Linked DNA regions of Rattus norvegicus: region 2 is linked to region 1. The links are chromatin contacts, called in public Hi-C maps. All regions are on one chromosome and are shown on one strand. Each heading gives the region's core, a stretch centred on a gene start, on an enhancer-like site or on the middle of the called end of the contact. The rest is flanking DNA. Distances are from core to core; before and after follow the strand shown.

Region 1 (3,343 bases), core at 157-2,656:
TGACTAGTAGGTCGTCAGTAAAAGAAATCCAGTGCACAGAAAGCAACTACTTATGTGTAGACAGAGCAGGGAGAAAAGGAAAAAGGGGAAAGAAAACAAACTTGCAATCACAGCTGAACGCCTGATACTTAGGAGACCAGGTCCTGGAAGAACAGGAGTATGCAGGCCTGTGAGGAAACACCTGAGGGGGAGAAGCAGTCCACGAAGTAAGGAGGCAGCAGGCATTGCCTGATACCACTGGGGCAGACAATGCAATGAATGACTTAACTCAATGTCCTGTATTTTATGTCAGTTGAAAGTTGCAGACTGGCAGAGCCAGTGATTCTAAGTAATAATCACACAGGAAAGCTTGGTGTGAGGATGCAGCTGGCTGGTTCTGAGGACAGGGAGGTGAGCATCACAAGGTCTTTCATGAACCACTGTGCACTGAATTCGAAAGAAACAGCACCCTGAAAGAAGTCATCTCCATGTCTCTCTATTGGAGACCTGACAATGGACTATAGAACAAAGGAGAAACACTTCCCAAATGAGGGTGGGGCTCTCTGGTCACCGCTTGAGCCAATTGCTAGGAACTAGCCATGGAAAAGCCATGTTTTTGTTGGAAGGTGATCATCCAGATGATTCAAGTATAAATATAAATGTTTTTTAACTTAACAGCAAATGAGAATTGTGGAGAGGGGGAACAGCTCTTCTTTAATTCCTTCAGTTTCTAAAACAATATTAGAAAATCTGACCCCAGAAAAAGGCCACTTCAACTGAGAAAAGTAAAATTTGGCCACAGTAAAGCAATTGTGCGTACAGCACCACCACCAGTAGGTGTCCGAGCTAGAGAAGTTTCCAACACGCAGGCCTCACCTAAAGCACCATTGCTTTCTGGAGATAACTGAGTAATTCTGAAAATCCGCAGGGCGTAGGTGTCACATGATTTTAGTCCCAGCACGTGGGAGGGAAGAGGCCAGCGGATCTGTGTTTGAGACCAGCCTGGTCTAGAGAAAGAGTTCCAAGAAACCCAGAGTGGGGTGATGGGAGGTATGATTCTAAAGAACAAATATAAAGTCTATTTCGGCTTTTTCCAAGGGGGGGGGGCATTTAAATAATGTGCAAGTGCCAAGGGAGAAAAATAACCATACAAGCTTCAGGAGAGCTTTGCTTCCGTTTCCCAGTAGAACTGTTTTCAGCACAAAGTTGTTCCGTCTCGAAGTACTCGGGACCACCGGGAAGCCCTACAGGTGTTTTCTGTACCTTTAGCTAAAGCTACGAAGAGACAGCGCCCCGAGCCTTCTCCTTAGTTTTCACCGTTATATGGGCCAAAAAGAGAGCACCCTAAAAAAATACTACAAATCCCATCATGCCACTTCAGCGGAGGTAGGCGGGCCCTTGGCCACGTGGGCGTATCTGACCAATAACGACTGTCGTTACAGCGGACAGTTTGGACGTGTTTGTAAAAGGCCGCGGCAAGCAAAGAGAGACGCGGCGAGGGTGGTCACCAACCAGAGGTCCCTAGAGTTGCGAGGCAGGTAAGGGGGCTAGGTGTGAGAGGCCAAGCACAAGCCGGGCACGGCTTAGGGCGAAAAATAGAGGCGGAAAACGTTCGGGGAACTGTGTGTCGGATTGATGACATTTCTGCTGGGCCCTCACTTGGCACCGGAAGTGAGCGTCTAGCGAAGGATGCCGGGAAGCAGGTCGCATGGGAAGTGCGTTTAGCAACCGGCCGTTCCCGGAAGCTGCGCTTAGGCGCGTTACCCTAAACAACACAGGGGTTGTGGCCCGGACTCTGTTATTTGACAGCAACCTGGCTGATTCTGCAATCAATAAAGGTCTGCGGGCTGTGACGTTTCGATCCAACCCGACAGTTTTATTCCTAAAATGGGTAAATGGCGCCTCCACAGGATCCCTTGAGTGAATGTGTGTACTCGAGTGGTTCTTTCTCACTTGGGGCGATGTTCACATGCCTAAGGCAGCATCCCCACACCGACCAGCTCAGCCGGATGGAACCAGGGGGCAACCCATCGCGTCCCGGGGTCCCTCTGCCAGCTCCAGGCGCTGGTCATTCTCTTGCTGAGAAGAGACTACCATCGGGAGACCCTTCAGGTTTCCAACAGAGCTCCTTCACAAGTCCTGTACCTTGTGTATCCTTTTTTAAGACAGAGTCTGCAAGCCGGGCGTGGTGGCGCAGCCTGTCATCCCAGCACTTGGGAGGCGAAGGCAAGATTTCAAATTCCAGGACAGCTAGGTTATATAACAGACCCTCTATCAAAAAGAAAAGAACAAACCGGGAATGATGGGGAGCTCCTTTAATTTCAGAACTCTGGGGACAGAGACTGGCGAGTCTCTTAGTTCGAGGTTAGCAGCTCCATCCCAGGACAGCCAGGTCTATACAAAGAAATCCTGCTCTCCACCTCCTGCTGCACCCCCCCCCAAAAAAAGGAAAATAAGAAGAAAACTCTAATAATTTGTAGTAGTACATGTTTTCAAATTCAGATAGTAAAAAAATGAAATGAAATTTCAGGTCTCAAATCACTGCTGAGGGAATAGACATCTATACTTAGTCCTTAAAGTTTTTTTTTTTTAAAGATTTGTGTGTAAGTGTGTTGTGTGTTCCCAGTGTGTCAAAGAAGTTGGATTTCCCAGAACTAAGAGTTATAGGCAGATGAGCCCTGATGTTGATTCTTGGAACCAAACTTGTGTCCTCTAGAAGAGCAATACACAGTCTTAGCCACTGAACCATCTCTCCAGCCCTATTTGCCTCCTCACTTTCTTTTCAAAACTAAGTTTAGCATACACAAAGCACTAAGCTTTGTTCACTCCACAGTGTATGTTGAGACTTACTTCTTACTGGTACACAGACTTCAATTGTTTTTAGTGGCTTTACAATGGCATGTTATTCAATACACTGTACTTAGTTCTTTAGTGGAAGTCCTTTTCCTAATCTGCAACTAAGAAATATCACAGGGGCATCTCTGTGATTTGGATGCCAGCCCAGTCCACGTATTGAGTGCAGCCAGATGTACATAGTAAGACCCTATTTTCAGAGAAGAGGTGGGAGCTGGAAAGATGGCCCAGGGGTTAAGAGAAACTGCTCTTGCAGAGGATCTGAGTTGAGTTCCTAGCACCCATGCCTAGTAGCTCACAAGCACCTGGAACTACAGATCCAGACGGATGCGGTACGTCTGCCTACTATGACTGCCCACACTCATATGTACATAGCCCGACATAGGATAGGTTTCAGCCCCTTTGGGAACAGTTTCCAGGCTCTGAAAATGTTAAATGTACAGAGGAAATAGCCATGTTTACTATGATGTTTACATTTATTGAAATATATGGTCCAGCACTGTGGACCATA
Region 2 (3,208 bases), core at 204-2,703, 230 kb after region 1:
ACGGTGTAGCCTTGGCTCATATGGAATTCCCTAGGTAGACCAAGCTGGCCTCCAACTCACAGAGATCCACCTGTCTCTGAGTGTTCCTGAGAGTTGAGATTAAAGATGGGCACCACCATCCCTAGCTACAACGAGTATTTTATGAGCAAAGAGGGGGACACAAGGACAGTAGCAGAGATGAAATGCTACTGTGGATCAGGGACTGTGAATTCTCAGCCATTAACTAAACACTGTGGTGAAATTCACAGCTCTTGAGGACTATAAGGTAAATCTGTGAGGCTAAAAAGAAAAGGCTGCACCTTGCTGACATCTTAATGTAACATGCATCTTCTTACAGAAGTGGGTTCTAACCTCAATCACTCTGCTCAGCCATCAGGAAGAGAGGTCACAATTGGGTTATCAGACAAACTACTACATTTAATGTACACATTAAATATAAATTTCTACCACCTGTGTCAGGCCAGATACTTCATTTATAGAGTCTCTATCACAAGCAAAATCAACTGATAACATGCAGCGTTTTGAGTTAAAGGAAACGTGGAAACTCTTGTTGCTTTAAGGCAGACAAAAGTAATGACCCTGCTGCCAGCCCCTCTTGGAGCTTCTACAGAGTTCTGCTTTGTTCAGAGGGTAAAATGTAGAATTAATTTTGCTTTTAAAAGTCACAATGAAAGGTAAGATATTCCTGCTTTTCTCCTCAGTTTTCTCAACTTAAAAAGGGCTGCTTGGCACCATGTGCTCATTACTGAACCTTCAATGTATCTATAGGGCTAGAATCCTGTAAGTAACTAACAATCAGCCTTCATCTCGTGTTCGCTACAGAGAAGGAGAATATTGAACAGTTACCTGCTACTGGTGCTGTTCTTCTTGGGCTTGTTTCTCCGTTTGAAGGCATCTCTGTCCTTGCTACTGTATGGCAACATGGAGGCATACCCATGTTCAGCTTCTAGAAAACCGAGGGGTCCCATTAATAACTGGGCCCAGAGCATCTGACACCCTGTCCCCGCGTCCGTCTGTCTGCCGGAGTCCGGGACACCGGGCGGGCGCAGGCAGGCGGAATTCTGAGAACAATGCCTGCTCTTTCCTGGCGTGGACGCCCTCGGTTCGGAGCAGGTGTGGAAGGTTCCAGCTGCTCGCCGCCCCCCGCGCTCGGCTTTTGGGGCGCGGGCCCGGGGGTTGGCGCTCGCGGCCGGCCCGCGCCCCAACCACCCCAGCGGCCGCCCGCCCTGCCCGCAGCCCGCCGTGCACCTCTCTCCCGCCGCTCCAGGTAGTCGGCCGCCTCCAGCAGCAGCTGGATGTTCATCCCGACGGCTGTCGCCATCCTGCACCCGGCGGGCTGCCTCTCCGTGCCCGCGGGCGGCCGGCCGGGAACACCGAGGAGCTGCCGCGCTGGCCAGCCAGAAGGGGCAGCGATGGGACAGCACGGAGCCCGGAGCCCAGCCGCCACCGCCGAGTGTTTATCCCGACTCGCCGTCGCCCGCCCCCGGCCCCGTCCCTTGACAGGCCCGCGGCGGCGACGTGCCTCATTGGGCCGCCCGCGGCCCGGCCCGCCCCTGGCCCGTCGCGATTGGGGAAGTGCCCGCAGCCCCGCCCCAGGAGCTCGCTTCTCCTGCCGGTTGGCCGGGCTTGACAAGGCCCGGACTCCGCCCCCTACACTCCATTGGCTGAAGGACTCGCAACTCCGCCTCGTGCTTCTGCCTGCCTCCCATTGGCTCCACGCCGACAGTCGGGCCCCCTTGGGCTCGGCGGGTATTGGGCAAGTACAGTACAGGGAATGCCGCGGCGCCCGCGCCTCATTGGCCTAATCCTCGGAAACCTCCCGGCTACGATGACGTCACCGCTCTGCCCAAGCAGCGGCCCACTCCTGGGCCGCTGATTGGTTACAAGGCAGGAGGGCAGGGCGGGCGCCCGCCCACTGGCCGCCGACCTGTTGCCCACTGTCTCTGGGGAGAACTTCAGGCCTAGCTAGGGACCTCAGCAGATGGTGGCACCTAGCTCCCACCCTAGGGGTTGGGGGCAAAACAGCCGGCTCCCCTATACCACGCTCGCAGTGCATAGAGAGTAAGGCTGAACCCGAGGTCGCCCCTTCCACCCCAAAGGAAAACACTCCAGAGCAGGCCTCTTCCAGAGGCCACAAACTGTGCTCCACAAGCACCCACAGGAAAGGAAAGCTCACTTTGTAAACACAGATCCTTGAGCATCGCGATTTTTGAAATGAGAGCTTATTTGAGACCTACAATGCAATGTCAACATGCCCAATTTAAAAGGCAGAAATGAAGCTAAAGGGCCTGAAAATTGAAATGAGCAGGGTATTTTTAAATAAAACTTATGAGTGTTGTCAGTATAGTTTTAGCTTTCTTTGTATGAATATGTCATGTAATCTACCTAGAGGGTTCTCATCCCTTGGGACAACCCCAAGAGTTGTCTTCCTTAGCTACATTTGCACATGAAGAAAGAGGCTCAGAGACAAATAACTTTCCTGGTTCCCCTTAGTTTGGAGAAAGACCTGAACCCGTCATCATCCACAACTGTCCAGGGAATCCTCTGACTTACAGTTATACAAAAACAAAGCAAACAATCCCAACAACAATGACAACAACAAAATGGCAGGTATACAGAACTACAGACAGCCACAGAACACAATTCAAACAGCCATATCGCACAACAGATTTGGTTGCAATGGAGAGGCAATGTTGCCTGGCATGTCCAGGGATACAATCAAGGGCCCTATGCTGACACACATACTGAAGGCAGTTTTTCATGAAGGCATGGAACTTGGAAATGAGAATGGGGAAAAGAACCATTTGGAATATTTTTAAATTGTATGCTGTTTGTTAAGTTTAAAAATAAAGTATTGTATGTGATCATTATAAAGTAACCAACTTAATATTCATAAAATGCTTTGTTTCAGCCATTTTTAACATCATGGGTTTCACACTTTCATATTTCCTCCCAAGTTTACTGTGAATATCTGACATCTTTTCAGTCTTTCCTTTTTGCTGTCAACAATTTGTTTCAACTCAATCCTATTTCAGGATTATAATTCTACCCCTACAATCACTCTAACAGAAAAGCCACACATTTCTTTTAAAAAGGGTGGTCAGAGTTTGAAACCCAAGCCAGAGAGAATAAATAAAGCAAGTAAGTTAAGCACCAACAAGTCTAAATTCAACTCCAAACAAAAATACCCAATTACATAAACGTCAGA

Evidence for each region. A called contact is a pair of places that touch in the nucleus more often than the background predicts.
Region 2: a Hi-C map of liver shows a contact between it and region 1, with 3 times the contacts expected there. The contact joins the promoter of Mxd1 here to the promoter of C4h2orf42 in region 1. A contact is called at or near these places in 11 of 12 Hi-C or Micro-C datasets (the A7r5 cell line, the Rat2 cell line, frontal cortex and 6 more) and 1 of 1 datasets of contacts at active chromatin or transcription factors (oligodendrocytes).

What each region holds. Positions count from the first base shown.
Region 1 is chr4:120,444,104-120,447,446 of GRCr8, forward strand. It overlaps C4h2orf42 (similar to human chromosome 2 open reading frame 42), which reads left to right and starts at 1,407. Exons shown (of 10, transcript NM_001107872.3): 1 at 1,407-1,517.
Region 2 is chr4:120,673,676-120,676,883 of GRCr8, forward strand. It overlaps Mxd1 (max dimerization protein 1), which reads right to left and starts at 1,454. Exons shown (of 6, transcript NM_001100749.1): 1 at 1,249-1,454; 2 at 847-946. The coding sequence starts at 1,321.